Linked DNA regions of Mus musculus: all the other regions are linked to region 1. The links are chromatin contacts, called in public HiChIP or PLAC-seq maps. All regions are on one chromosome and are shown on one strand. Each heading gives the region's core, a stretch centred on a gene start, on an enhancer-like site or on the middle of the called end of the contact. The rest is flanking DNA. Distances are from core to core; before and after follow the strand shown. Region 1 has its middle 11 kb from the start of n-TLcag4. Region 2 has its middle 21 kb from the start of Gm30968. Region 3 overlaps Cpne2 (copine II). Region 4 overlaps Cpne2 (copine II).

Evidence for each region. HiChIP or PLAC-seq counts read pairs in DNA pulled down with a chosen protein or histone mark.
Region 2: a FOXA1 HiChIP or PLAC-seq map of pancreatic cancer cells shows a contact between it and region 1. The contact joins two enhancer-like sites. A contact is called at or near these places in 1 of 15 datasets of contacts at CTCF or cohesin (embryonic stem cells), 4 of 484 Hi-C or Micro-C datasets (CD8 T cells, the N1E-115 cell line and embryonic stem cells) and 5 of 115 datasets of contacts at active chromatin or transcription factors (the SCID.adh cell line, embryonic stem cells, memory CD8 T cells and 1 more).
Region 3: a FOXA1 HiChIP or PLAC-seq map of pancreatic cancer cells shows a contact between it and region 1. The contact joins two enhancer-like sites. A contact is called at or near these places in 1 of 15 datasets of contacts at CTCF or cohesin (the NIH/3T3 cell line), 5 of 115 datasets of contacts at active chromatin or transcription factors (the 230-238 cell line, embryonic stem cells, microglia and 1 more) and 2 of 9 other capture datasets (adipose tissue and pancreatic islet).
Region 4: a contact with region 1 is called in a FOXA1 HiChIP or PLAC-seq map of pancreatic cancer cells. The contact joins two enhancer-like sites. A contact is called at or near these places in 2 of 39 promoter capture datasets (the SN4741 cell line and liver), 6 of 484 Hi-C or Micro-C datasets (Th2 cells, beige adipocytes, bone marrow-derived macrophages and 3 more), 5 of 115 datasets of contacts at active chromatin or transcription factors (the 230-238 cell line, the SCID.adh cell line, pancreatic cancer cells and 1 more) and 3 of 9 other capture datasets (adipose tissue, liver and pancreatic islet).

Annotation. Positions count from the first base shown.
Region 1 is chr8:94,713,031-94,716,315 of GRCm38.p6, forward strand. No RefSeq gene overlaps it. Among named protein-coding and RNA genes, the nearest start is that of n-TLcag4, 11 kb to the left of the region's middle. Within about 2 kb of position 1,786, at least 33 of the 459 cell types and tissues checked have an H3K27ac peak or open chromatin away from gene starts, as enhancers often do. A contact at or near this core is called in adipose tissue and pancreatic cancer cells, where this site is marked.
Region 2 is chr8:94,953,840-94,957,124 of GRCm38.p6, forward strand. No RefSeq gene overlaps it. Among named protein-coding and RNA genes, the nearest start is that of Gm30968, 21 kb to the right of the region's middle. Within about 2 kb of position 1,507, at least 98 of the 459 cell types and tissues checked have an H3K27ac peak or open chromatin away from gene starts, as enhancers often do. A contact at or near this core is called in pancreatic cancer cells, where this site is marked.
Region 3 is chr8:94,550,173-94,553,457 of GRCm38.p6, forward strand. It overlaps Cpne2 (copine II), which reads left to right. Exons shown (of 16, transcript NM_153507.2): 3 at 998-1,177; 4 at 1,568-1,642; 5 at 3,218-3,285. It overlaps Gm38555 (a long non-coding RNA gene), which reads right to left. Exons shown (of 4, transcript XR_879111.3): 4 at 430-540. Among named protein-coding and RNA genes, the nearest start is that of Gm38555, 15 kb to the right of the region's middle. Within about 2 kb of position 1,764, at least 125 of the 459 cell types and tissues checked have an H3K27ac peak or open chromatin away from gene starts, as enhancers often do. A contact at or near this core is called in adipose tissue and pancreatic cancer cells, where this site is marked.
Region 4 is chr8:94,570,358-94,573,642 of GRCm38.p6, forward strand. Cpne2 (copine II) reads left to right here. Exons shown (of 16, transcript NM_153507.2): 16 at 1-172. Among named protein-coding and RNA genes, the nearest start is that of Gm38555, 4.7 kb to the left of the region's middle. Within about 2 kb of position 1,739, at least 35 of the 459 cell types and tissues checked have an H3K27ac peak or open chromatin away from gene starts, as enhancers often do. A contact at or near this core is called in pancreatic cancer cells, where this site is marked.

The sequences.
Region 1 (3,285 bases), core at 536-3,035:
TAACCTGGAATGTGGACCTGAGAGAGATTTAAGGATGACAGAATATGTGAAGCATAAACCTAAGGCCTATGTAAGATGGCAAAACTTTCTGTTTCAGGCTGGCTCCCTTCTGTGCGTTAGTCAGAACCTATAGCACACTATTATTAAGGAGGTTTTTCCTTTGTTAACCCCTAAGTGTGCAGAAGATTCCTCACTGGATGGTATATTAACTCTAGAACACTTCCATCTCATAGGTCTGGTAGATAAAGCTTTCCTCCTCAGGCTTGGGGGTACCTTTACCCACTGGTTACCTTCCTGGCCCTAGACACTTTATGCAATAGAAAACTTCTAAGGTCTGTGCTAAGCATTTCTTATATATTGCTGTCTCAAAGCAAGGCTGAGAGACAGAGAACATCTGGATCATTTTTTAAATTTTATTTTAGTTTTAAGTTATTTATTTGTATGTGTATGTGCACATTGCATGGGTGCCAAGGAGACAAGAAAAGCTTAGAGCCCCTGGAAATAGTCTCAGGTGGTTGTGAGCTTTCCAGACTCCAGACCTCTGGAAGAAGGGGCAGCCATCTTAACTGTTGAGCTATCTCTCCTGCCACAAATCTGGACCATTTTTCAAACCAGGAAACTGAAGCTTGGAGTCTTGTTTTGTATTGTTTTTTTTTTTTTCAATTTTTTATTAGATATTGTCTTCATTTACATTTCAAATACTATCCTGAAAGTCCCCTATACTCCTCCCCCCATTTGTATTGTTTTTAAAGTTCCCCTAGATCTCACAGTTAGATAGTACTAGAAGTAGCAATCACAGCAAGTTGGTCCTGCTTGCTCAGACTAGGCATTCTCTTAGACCTTGATATTAGGTCTGATCTTGGGCAGCTTCGTGTTCCTGTGTGCATCTTGATCAGAGAGGCTCAGCCCAGACACATAGCTGCTGGGGCTGAGTGCAAAGTAGAAGATGCGTTAGGTTTGGGGGGGATCCTTAACTCGTGCCAGATGCCTAGTGCATAGTGAAGAATGAAGCAGCTGCAGTGTGTCCCCAAGATACTCAGGACTTTTTATCCATGCAGTGGACTTGAAGCCAAAAGAAAGCTTGAGGGGGCACCTAAATGAACTGGCTTCCCCTGCCTAGTCATTCCCTTTGAGTTGAATTTAAAATGGCCAATCTCAGGGGATGGCAAATGTGTCTGCAGCATGGGCAGAGCTCTGATGACCTCCCTCCTGGTACCCTTTCCCATTTCCTCAAGGCAATAGATATCCCAAATCCTATCTGCAGATTCGATAGTTGTCTTCACGCCTCCACAATTGACCACCCCATAAATAAAACTTTCTGATTTGCAACACTTGGTCAGTGGTTGGTACACCATGCAGCAAGCAGTGCAGAGCCAGATGTGGTGATGGTGTGAGCCGACAGTTGCCCTAGACCGTGGGTTCCCCAAGTACTGAGCAGCAGTTGCATGTCTTTTATGCTTCGCTTGCTCATTTTCAAAGCATCCCACCAGGAGAAGTTCTTCCATCTTACAAATGAGGAAGAAACCGTGGCCGAGAGAAGTCAGGTGTGACAGCGTGAATCTGAAGCTTTGGGGCTCCAGCCTGTTGACCTGTCTCCCAATCTTAAGAATCTGTGACTGACAGGGTAAATATACAAACACCATGTTGGCTCCTCTCAGCTGGGCAGTTATTAGATCGCTCAATTCAAGCCTGGGCAGGAAAAGTGGCATTTGAATACTAGCCTTTTATTACCCACAGCAGGGAAGTGACTCAAACATTGCTGTGGGACAGACTTGGGATCCTGGAAACTCCCAACGATCCAAAAAGCAGCTCTCAAGTCTCTGGGCACAGAGCCATCAGCTAAAGGATAGTCCCAGGTGATTCCCCTGTGGGCAAAGAAGGGGCTTCTAACCACAAGGGTTGTGTTGGCTAATATTGATGGTCAATTTGACAGAATTCAATCATCTTGGGAATAAATCTCTCGGTAAGTCTATGAAGGAGTTTATGCATTACATTAATTGAAGCAGGAAAACCCATCTCAGATATAGATGGCACTGTACCATGCCTGAAGAAAAAGGAGGCAAGCCTGGCACCAGGAGCCCTCCCTCTGCTTCCTGGCCTGGGAAACAGAAACAAAACCCCTGCCTTTTCTATTAGATGGCTAAATAGAACAAAGGAAGTTCCATCTTTAATGGGTAAATAGGTTGGAGAGTCAGCCCTGGTCTCAGGCCTGGGGTTACTCTTCCTGAGATCCACCCTATAAGTTTACTCTTCCCAGTAGGGGCCTGCCAATTCTGAATTGGCTTCTGGGTTTAAAGGGCCAGGTCCTAACAGGAACTGGTAAAAGACACCATCTGAGGGGGGTAAAAATCCCTCTTCCAGTTAGTATTTGCTCAAGATCAAAGCATTTGCTCAGAGTTGTATCCTGCTCTGGAAAAATACACTTTGCTTATCAACTGTGCCACTTTTAAGTTAGCAGATTATGGCAAAAAGAGTGTGAAGCCAGCTCTGACCAGCCAGAGTGAGGGACAGGACCTCTTTGCATTAGGAATAAAAACCCACCAGGACTCCTGGTATATGGGCTTGCTGCTTTCACTGCATCTGTGCACCCTTCTACAGAGGTGCCACGATGCTTTGCTGGGGTGCTTTGGATTAATGGCCGTTTCATGGCCATGTTCCTAAGATTACCCACCCTCAGACCCATTTTAAACACTGACTATGGATTCAGCGTTACCTCATACTCTCAAATCTGGGATGATGACTTGAACCCTCAAACAATAAGTTCAGATAAACCCTCCCTTCCTTAACTTGCTTTTGTTAGGTATTTTGCTACACCTACAAGACAAGCAACAAGGACCAAGCTGAGAAAAAAGCCTCACTTCTGGAGCCCTAGCAAAGGAGAAGCTGAGGCAAGAGGCCAGCATTTACCCAAAGCCCTGCCGATGGCCAGTCAGAGGTGGCAAGCCCCAGCCTGGCACCCTGAGTTCACTTGGCACTGGTTTTAACATGTTGGAGGCTAAGGCTGCGAGGTGGACGTGGCCCACAGCCTGCCTGGAAATACTCCTAGCCCCATGGGGAGTGAAGTCAAATTGGAGGAATACCAAGCACCCTGGGATTCTGCCTGGAGTGTGTGCTTTCTTTGGGGATACAGCAGGAAATGCTCTTGGATTGGGTCAAGAAAGAAGTGTTTTGCTTGGAAGAGAAGGTAGGACAACATTGGAACAGAAAACAAGAATAAGATGCAAGGCTCAGTGGCAGGGATTTTGCCCAGAGTCTGTGAGAGGCAGTAGAATGTCTGGTGGGAGA
Region 2 (3,285 bases), core at 257-2,756, 240 kb after region 1:
GTGGTTGACTGCTGGGTTTAGGTTTGTCCCCGACAGAACCTAACTCAGCCCAGACTTATTGTGTCCTCAAGTCCTCTTTGTCACCACACAACTCTGACATCTCCATGGTAGGGTGCTGAGCCACACCCCTGCAAGAGGCTCAGCTAAGGCCTGCCTATGGAAGTGTGGGTGACTTGGGACAAAGCAGGTTAGTTGTGCAGAGTTGCCACCACTACAGATACTTCTTCTCTGGGTTTGCTACAGTCAAACACAGGACAGGAAATGGATATAAACTCAGATGTATCTCCTGTGAGGCTGTGCAGCTGGCTGAGACAGATGCAAAAACAGAATTCACTGTGATAAGTGATGGAGGGAGGGGGGCGCTTGGGAGCCAGGTCAGGGAAGAGAGCAATGACTAGGTCATTTCTGGCATTTTAATGCTGAGGCAGTGACAAGCAGTCACAACAGCCAACGTAAAACCAAAGGGTGAGGAGCAGAATCCACGTTACCCTCTCACTCAGGCTCACACTAAAGCCCTGTGGTGCCACAACCCTCCTGTAAGCATCCCGGAGCTACTGAACTCTGGACACCAAGAACACCAGCCCAAGCTGTGCCTTGTGGGGTCCAGTGAGGACTGACGAAGTGGGAATGGCATCTTGGAACTCGGCCACAGTCATTGTAGTCGCAGACTCTGACAGAGGGGCACGTGGCCACACAAGCTGCATGGCAGTTACAGCATCCTCACAGACCTGCCATGCAAGGGACTGTAACAGGAATCCCAGCTACCTGGGACCAGAGCCAAATAATACCACAAATGACCACACAAAGGCAGAAGGTAAGAACGGACTCTGACCTCCACTTGCATCCGGTGGCTTCTATGACCACCCCATGCCCACACACATCATCCCTACAACACACACATTAATAGAAAAAACAATTAAAGTAACGGCAAAGTACAAATCCCCAACATCGCCCACAGGGAGAAAAACGGCTTCTGTGAATGCTTCAGCTGGGTGCCTTCTGCACAGCCAAGACCAGGCAGTCTATGGGGAAGCACAGACACACAACCGAATCTCTCGAAACATGCAAAAGGAGGTTTGAATAAGAGTAGCAGCCTGAACTTCCTCAGTCTGGAAACTGCTTGCTCCCAGAAGAGCCGTTTCTATCAGGGTGAAGGTCAACACCTCTCTGGTGTGACGCCCACTCCTGTCACAGGGCTCCTTATAGCTGGAATGGAAGGGCTCAGTCGACAGGACAGGGAGAAGGGAAATACAAGGGCAGGAACCCTAAGTGGCCCACAGTTTCCTCCTCTTTTGTAGGAATGAAACTTGGAGTATGAGCAAATATTTAAACAGTGAGGGGGAGAGCACTAGCGATTAGTGATGAATCATTTAGAAAGGGACTCTCTAGGGGTCGGAGAAATGGCTCTGTGGTTAAAGGCACTTGCTTCTCTCCCAGAAGATAGGAGCTTAGTTTTAGTTCCTCATAGCCACATTGGGCCGCTCCAGGTGCTCTGGCACCCTCTTCTGGCTTCTGTGGGATCCTGCGTTCATGTGGCACATGCGTTGCTCATACAGACGTATAGGCACATATATTTTAAATTAAAAGTCTTTTAAAAACCCAAAGAAATAAGAAATAAAAATGGATCTGTGTGGATGTTTAAAAAGGCACACCTTTAGTGGTCCTTTGTAAGTCCTTTGCATGACTTGATGTCCTTGGGTGGAAGTGACTGTTGCATTGAGAGCTCTCTACTCAGGCAGCCTCTGACCTTGGCTTGCCTTTCATATCATGCTATCACCAAGCAGTCCTAGTGTCCCATGACCACTGTTCTTAAAAGATGTCATCAGGGGTCCTCACTGTCTGGGCTGCAGTGGAAGGTTGTTTATGGTCCCCCTGTCCCAGCACAGACTGCTTGAACTTGAACTTGAACTTGCTGTGTAGCTGAAGCAGGCTTTAAACTCATCCTCCTGCTTCCACCTCCCAAATGTAAGGATTACCCTTTATTTATTTGTTTTCATTTATTTATTTATTTATTTATTTATTTATTTATTTATTTATTTATTTTTGTTTGTTTGTTTTAAGACAGGATCTCAGTAGGTAGCCTTGACTGTCCTGGAACTCACTATGTAGCCTGGGCTAGCCTTGAACTCACAGAGATCTGCCTCTGTCTCCCGAGTGCTGGAACTTGTGAGAGAATATGCAGGGTACATATATTGTTTAACAAAAATAATCAGCAAACCACATGTCAGCACCACCCTTGTGAAGAAAGAGGTGCCACCCTGGCAGACTCTGTCCTCTTTCCACAATGCCCCTGCATCAGAGCGGAGCATTGTTTCAGTCTTTAGAAAAGTCCCCCTGGTTTTATATCAACTTTGCCACCTGTGTCTACATTCCTAAACCATGAAGTATGGCTTTGCCTGCTTGAGAAGCCTCCCTCCCTCCTCCCCTCCCTCCCTCCCTCCTTCCCTCTCTCCCTCCCTCCCTCCATGCCCATCTCCCTACTGTACTGGGGCTTTGTGCATACTAGGAAATGCTACCATTTGGCTATAACCACAGTCCTATTTAGAAAGTTTCTTCTTTTGAAGTCCTCTTTTCCCAGGTGTGTCAAGTTGAAACCAACATTAGCCAACACACACACACACACACACACACACACACACACACACACACTAGAAAACCTGCCCAGTGCTTTGCATGTGGGTTCTTTTGGGGTTTTTTTATGTACTCAGAATATCTTGATGAGGGATGAAGCTGATTTTATCTTCTCGGGTTTTTTTCTCTTTCTTTCTTTCTTTCTTTCTTTCTTTCTTTCTTTCTTTCTTTCTTTCTTTCTTCCTTCCTTCCTTTCTTTCTTTCTTTCTTTCTTTCTTTCTTTCTTTCTTTCTTTCTCTCTCTCTTCCTTCCTTTCTTTCTTTCTTTCTTTCTTTCTTTCTTTCTTTCTTTCTTTCTTTCTTTCTTATCAGTCCTTTATTGTTTTGTTTTCCAGCACTATGTGTGTATGTGTGCATGTGTGTATGTATGTATGTGTGTATGAATGTATGTATGTATGTATGTATGTATGTTTATGTATGTGTGTGTATATGCATGTGTGTATGTATGTATGTGTATATGCATGTGTATGTGTGTGTATATATGTATATGTATGTATGTAGTGTATATATGCATGTGTGTGTATATATGTGTATTATGTATGTATGTAGTGTGTATGTGTATATATATGTGTATGTATTATGTATGTATGCATGTGTGTATTGTGTATGTAAGTGTGTATGTGTATATGCATGTGTGTATGTATGTGTATAGGCA
Region 3 (3,285 bases), core at 514-3,013, 160 kb before region 1:
TGGAAGCCTGGATGGAAGGAAAAACCAACCCAGCCCTGGTCTCAAAATAGATTGTCACTCAGGGCTCTGCTATGTGTGTTCCAGGCCAGGAGGTGGTTCCTGCCCCTACTACCATGTACCCACGATGCCCAGCCCTGCTCCCACCCTGGCTTTGGTGCCCATAGCAGGTGGGCATGCTAGACTGGACAAGTCCAGAATTCTATACAAGGCACAATCGCCTCTGCCACCCAAGACCTTGGCCTCACCCAGCTCTGCCTCCTCTGTTTCCTCTTAGCAGCATACACAGTGTGCTTTTGAGAACAGGGTTTACAGGCTGGCAGGATGGCTCAGCAGGCAAGAGCACCGACTGCTTTTCTGAAGGTCCTGAGTTCAAATCCCAGCAACTACATGGTGGCTCACAACCACCCGTAATGAGATCTGACACCCTCTTCTGGTGCGTCTGAAGTCAACTATTATACTTACGTATAATAATAAATAAATTTCTGGGCTGGAGCAAACAGGGACTGAGCGAACAGAGTTGACCCAGAGCGAGCAGAGGTCCTAAGAATAAACACATACATAAAATAAACAAATAAATCTTAAAAGAGAGCGAGAGGGAGAGAAAAGGGTTTTCTTAAGTAAAACATAGAAAATCCACACAGTCACAGGCTTTCATTTTACAGAGGAAAAAGCAGGCCCAGATAGAGAGAGGATTTGTCCTCTGTCACATACCAGTCTGGGATGTGGCCTGAGCTCCTACCCCGGTCCCTGGGAATGGGGAGGGTTCATAGAGTCCGAACTGGGCTTGAATCTTGCACCTGCCTCCCTCTGACTTAACATCTCTGATCTTTGGTGTTCTTACCGATGAGCTGAGGCTCATGAGATGTGAGTGCTGGCGGGAGGCAGTGAGGTACCTCAGTGAGTGCACTGAGGCAGCTAGCCATCAAGGGAACCTGGCCACCACGACTCTGCCTCCCATTCCCCCCACTTCCTGCCCCCCCCCCCATCCCTCCACCAGTTCGACAGAACAGAAACAGCCGTCAACAACCTCAACCCAGCCTTCTCCAAGAAGTTCGTGCTGGACTACCACTTCGAGGAGGTGCAGAAGCTCAAGTTCGCCCTGTTTGACCAGGACAAGTCCAGTGCCCAGTTGGATGAGCATGATTTCCTGGGCCAGTTCTCCTGCAGCCTGGGCACGGTGAGCCTGGGGCTCCCGAGTAGAGTGGGGTACCCAAGGGCCTCACCATCAACCTCTGCTCTTGGGGTCAGGCGGGTCTCAGTCAGGATTTTCTGTCCCCTACTTTCCCTAGCCAATCCTCCCGGGCTCCCCATCTGCTACACAGACAACCCCCCCTACGCCCACCTCCCAGGAGCCAACAGGTCCCAGGGGTGTTGTAGCCCAGAGAGTCTGGCACCAGACAGACCGCTCCCACTGAAGGGGCAACCAAACCCAGTGCCAGCTTCCTGCTACCACAGAGAAGTGGGGACAGTGTGATTCATGGTGCTGTCACCACCGTCCTGTGGTTGACCTATTCCCAAGAGCCCCTGATGCCTCCCTGAGTGCTCCTCTCTGCCTCTCCCACCCCAGATTGTCTCCAGCAAGAAGATCACTAGGCCTCTGCTGCTGATGAATGACAAGCCAGCGGGGAAGGGCGTAATCACGGTACCAGACCTCCCCCACCAGCCTTTCACATCCCTTTTCTGTCTCCGCCACCCTCCCCCATCAATGGACTGCTTCTCCAGCAGATAATCACCAGCTTTGTTGGGAGTAAAAAGGCCCAACTTACAACTTAGCAACAGGTCTCTTAGCAACGGGCTCCTGGCTCTACAGATGAAGTACTGGGGGCTGCCTGGCTGGGGGACTGTCAGAAGGCCCTGCATGATGCGGCTCAGGATCAGGGGTCTTCTTATCATGTGGGGAGGGGTGTCCATAGCCCCCACAACATCCTCCCCCACCAATACTAACCCCTGCTGCTTCTCCCCTGGAGAGCATTTCACGAGCACCGGATGCATACAACCGGTTGTCTCAGCACAGTGATTCCAACAACTGTAATGGTTCCCCCCTGCACCTTGCAGTGAAGTGAATCCAGCAAAGTGCAGGCTCTTCCTGTAGATGGGTTGCTTGGTCCTCGGAGGCCTAGGAGGCAGGGCAAACCCCATCTCATGGAGGAGAGACATGATGAGCAAGAGTGTGTTCCTCTGACAAGATTGTCCATACAGCCTGTAACGCGCTGCTGTAGGCACCCCATACTCCTGTGTATTCTCGGGGGCCCTCCCATGGCTCCCCACGACCTTGTAGTCTTTCCTTCAGCTATGAGGACCTGCTTTGCTTCCCTGCCTCCAAATTCCACCCTTTCTCCTCATGCCCCAAGTTCAGGGCAAGCTAAAATCTATAACATGCCTCAAATAGCCCAAGATGATTCCCGGATTCCCGGGCTGTTGATGCAGCCTAAAGGTGCCTCCTAGTGCACACACACACACACACACACACACACACACACACACACACACTCAGAGTTCACAGCCAGCTCTCAGGGCAGCCTCCTTATATTCCTCATATGCCAGCACAGCAACCCCACTCTTGTTTAGGAATGCCAGTTATTCTACTCCAAGCCCATATTCCTTCCTCTGGAAGATGGGACTTGGCACCATCCTATGGTCTGAGTGAAGAACAAGGAGAGAGAAATGGCCCCAGGGCCTTGGCCTGTTGTACAGGGGACAGAAGGTTGGCCAGTCTTAAGGTTAAGCCCATCTTAGAGTGCATCTGTGGGGAGAGGCCACAGCAGGCTTTTGGCAGTTGTGCTGAGGTCTGAGGGCGTTGGCTATGGGGAAGACATGTGTGTGCTCCTCGTCCTTCCCTGAACCTCAGTTCACTGAGCTGTGTGCACCTGGCTTCTTAGAACTCAGGTTGGAGAGAAAGAGCTTAGGAAAGTCTATACTCTCTGGTACAGCCCATAGCTCACGCCGGCCACTCCTGCCTAACCCCCACAGTATCTCACTTTCTGATTCCTTGTGACCGTTGGATCATTATCCCATTTCTCAGAAAATGGAAACCAAGGTTTAGAAGTCAAGAGGCTGGTCCTGGGTCACATGGCACTCACTCTCCCTTTTACCCTGCACCTAGCCCTGGAGAATTCCATCCTGGAATGGTGGGGAAGGGAAGGAGCAGACACCCCCACCCCCACGCCCCGTCACCCCACTCCCACCCCCACCCCTTCTCACAGCCACGACCTTTCAGATTGCAGCCCAAGAGCTGTCAGACAACCGAGTCATCACACTGAGCCTGGCTGGCAGGAAACTGGATAA
Region 4 (3,285 bases), core at 489-2,988, 140 kb before region 1:
TTATTAAAGAGAATAAAATTTTTACAATCATAACTGGCTTTTTCTAAGTAACTAGCTGCAAGAAGGAATGTATATCCCTTACTGCATACTTTGTATGGTGGTCTGCTGTTTTTATACTTGTGACTGTGTTCTATTTGTAAAACTCAGGGTAATAAAGGAGTTTCAGATGTTGGCTGTCAAGCTCCTTCCTTAGTGAGGGTCAATGGGCACTCACTGAACTGGAAAAGAAAGCCAATAGGAAGTCCCGATTCCTCACCCCTATCCTTGAGGATTCAGTGAGATCACTTCCTCATGGGGACATGCATTCCCCGTCACCAGTAGTGATTCCTGTGAAACTGAGACAGGACATGGCATCCAAATAGTGGTTGCAGCCCCCCACTTTCTCCTCTTGGATGTAGTAGGCAATGCAGTGGTTTAAGTTTCAGGACCTTAAACAAGGTTCTATCTGCTCCCGCTGTTCCTCTTAGCACGTACCTCCTCGTCACAAGCCTGGCCCCAGCCCCCTTCCTTGTTCCTTTCCCTCCACACCCATATTCTCTCTCGGAGTTCTAGGCCCTTTGACAAGCAGACGTGACTAACAGGGAACATTTCTACTTTGTACCACGTTTCTAGCTCCCATGCCAGCACTGTTTGTGAACCTTCCACAGCCCTACCATGCATGATCTTGCAGAAACGGAAACACACCAGGCCTACTAGACAGGCAGAGTGCGGATGGAGGTGTGGTTACCATCGTGCACGTATATCCTACTACCCCAGCATCTCCCTTAGCATCTCCAAAGGGCTTTCCCGCTCAAGCTGCTAATGACCTCACACTGTTCTGTGGACACTAAGCCTTCTCTGCCTTCTTCTCCAGGGTAGTCCTTCCTAGCTGCTGGAAATGGTCAGCACTAGGTAGGTCCCAATCTTAGGAGCCATGGTGTATATGGTGGAAATGTGAAGCAAATTTCTGTGGCCACCAAATGCTTGCTTTTTGTTTTTGAGACATGATCTTACTATGTAGCTCTGGCTGCCCTAGAACTCACCATGCAGACCAGGCTGGCCTTGAGCTCACGAAGATCATCTTGTTTCTGTCTTCTGGTAGCTAGGATTGAAGATGTCTGCTATCACACCCAGCTACTAATTGGCTTAGCAAACAAGGGAGTCTAGTGGATATAGTTTCCAGGTAGATGACTGTGTACTGTTGGAGTCAGTCTCGTAACACACACACACACCGAGAAGGCCAGCCTTTAAAAGGCATAAATAATAAAAAAAAATCTGGTTCTGTCTTATAGCAGGACAACCCAGATAAGTCACTGGGCCTCTGGGAATGTGGGGTTCCTCTATAGAATGTATAGAAGGGTTGGCTTCAGAGTGCTTTTTCAGAATGAAAAACAAGTCCACTAAAATAATGCAGTGTATCCCTCCAACAGCTTGACCTGTACAGAGCAGGCCTCAGTGGTGTCACAGAAACAAGAGTAGCCTGTCTCCCATGGGGCTTTTCTGTGTCTCTCCTGATGCTGGCAGGTCAGGACTATTAATGCTATTGCAACTCCCCCTGAAACCATTCTTCTAGCAGGTAGGGGAACAATGCCAGCCCATGACAGAGTCATTAGGGTGTGACTGTGCAACTTGTGACTACTAAAGTGTTGATGAGCATCATGCACCAAGTACTCAAATTCCATTCTAGCATGTATAACTGGGCTGGGCACGACAGGATGCCAAGAAGCCACCCAAGTCCAAATGACTGTTCACTGCCACTGAGCTTGCTTGCTTTCCTTTTCCTGGAGGGGCCTAAGATGACAGCTGAGTCACATACCCACAGCAAGGACATTTGAGCCAAAGAATCCGGTGTGCCTAAGCAATTAACATTTAGCTAACAGGAGCTAAGGCAGAAGCTGGTGGAGCTGACAACCAGATCTGACCCTTCCAACATGTCAGTGTTTTAGTTACAAGTGGGGAGTGCCAGAACCATACAAACCTGAGTGCAGCATGTTAATGCACTCAGGATACTCTACCCAGACACTGGAGGCTTCTAATCTAGGTGGTTTGTGTATGACTATAGGAAGTTGGTATTATTCCCTTTTCCTAGGTGAAGGACCTTGTCTACCTGTAATGAGATCACCATGGCATATCTATGGAGGGTGGAAGGACATAGCTCTTAAGGGGCTGGTCCAGGCAAACCAAGCTTTTCTCTTAAGTGAGGAGCTGACCAAAAGGGAAGAATTCAGGAGAGCTGGGAAGCAAAGACCCAAAACAAACGAAACAAAACAAATTTGGGGGTGGGGCTCTGACAAGGCACCTTAGTGGGTGCTCGTGTGTGCGTGCATGTCTTCTTCCTTTTTTTTTTTTTTTTTTTTTTTTTGAGACAGGGTTTCTCTGTATAGCCCCGGCTGTCCTGGGAACTCACTCTGTAGACCAGGCTAGCCTCGAACTCGGAAATCTGCCTGCCTCTGACTCCCAAGTGCTGGGATCAAAGGCATGTGCCACCACTGCCTGGCTGTTCATGCATTTCTTACTTCAGTCTGAGGAACTTTCTGCTGGGTCCTGGGACCTCTGGAAGCTGTGCAAGGCAGGATGTAAGCTACCTGTCTAGGTCTAGTCACATCAGCCTCCCAGATTTGTATAATAGGTGACTTGATTTCAGGTCCCTTTCCTCCTCAGCCATAGAAGCTTCAAGTAGACAAATGTCAGGAAGAGACGGAGGGCACGGGACATTGTCTCCCAGAGAGAGCTGGCAACAGATTGCTGCTGGCTTTCTCCAAGAGGTCTCAGAATCCTAAGAATTCTGCCACCCGAGAGAATGTACAAGGAAAGAAACAAACCCCAACCATCTGTTCTACTTTCTTAGCCACTGGAAAGTCCCAGGAATGTAGGCAGGATATCTGGTGGGACTGGTACATAGATCCCCCACCAGAGGTCAACGTGCGCAGAGGGTCAAGTGCTGTCTGTGAAATGCTGTTTGCACAGAACCTACTCGGGCCTATACTCGGATCCCATACTTTCCGTCATTCCTAGCTTACTTGGTTTATAACAATTTACGATGCCTGAACGGTGATATGCTAGAAATTGTTACACTCACGTATTTATAGGGAAGAAGAAAAGTCTATATATACATGGTCAGCACAGAGGGAATCTTTCCTTCAAGTATTTTTGGTCCCTGGTTAATCTGATCCCCAGGAGAGACCTGCCAAGGTACACAGATGACTGTGTTCTGAGGGTCAAAGTGGGTTTTCCTTCTCTCTCTGCTCATCCTGCTTTCCTTGGTTGGCCTGCTTTGCCACAGAGGTGGTGTTTCAATTACAGGCT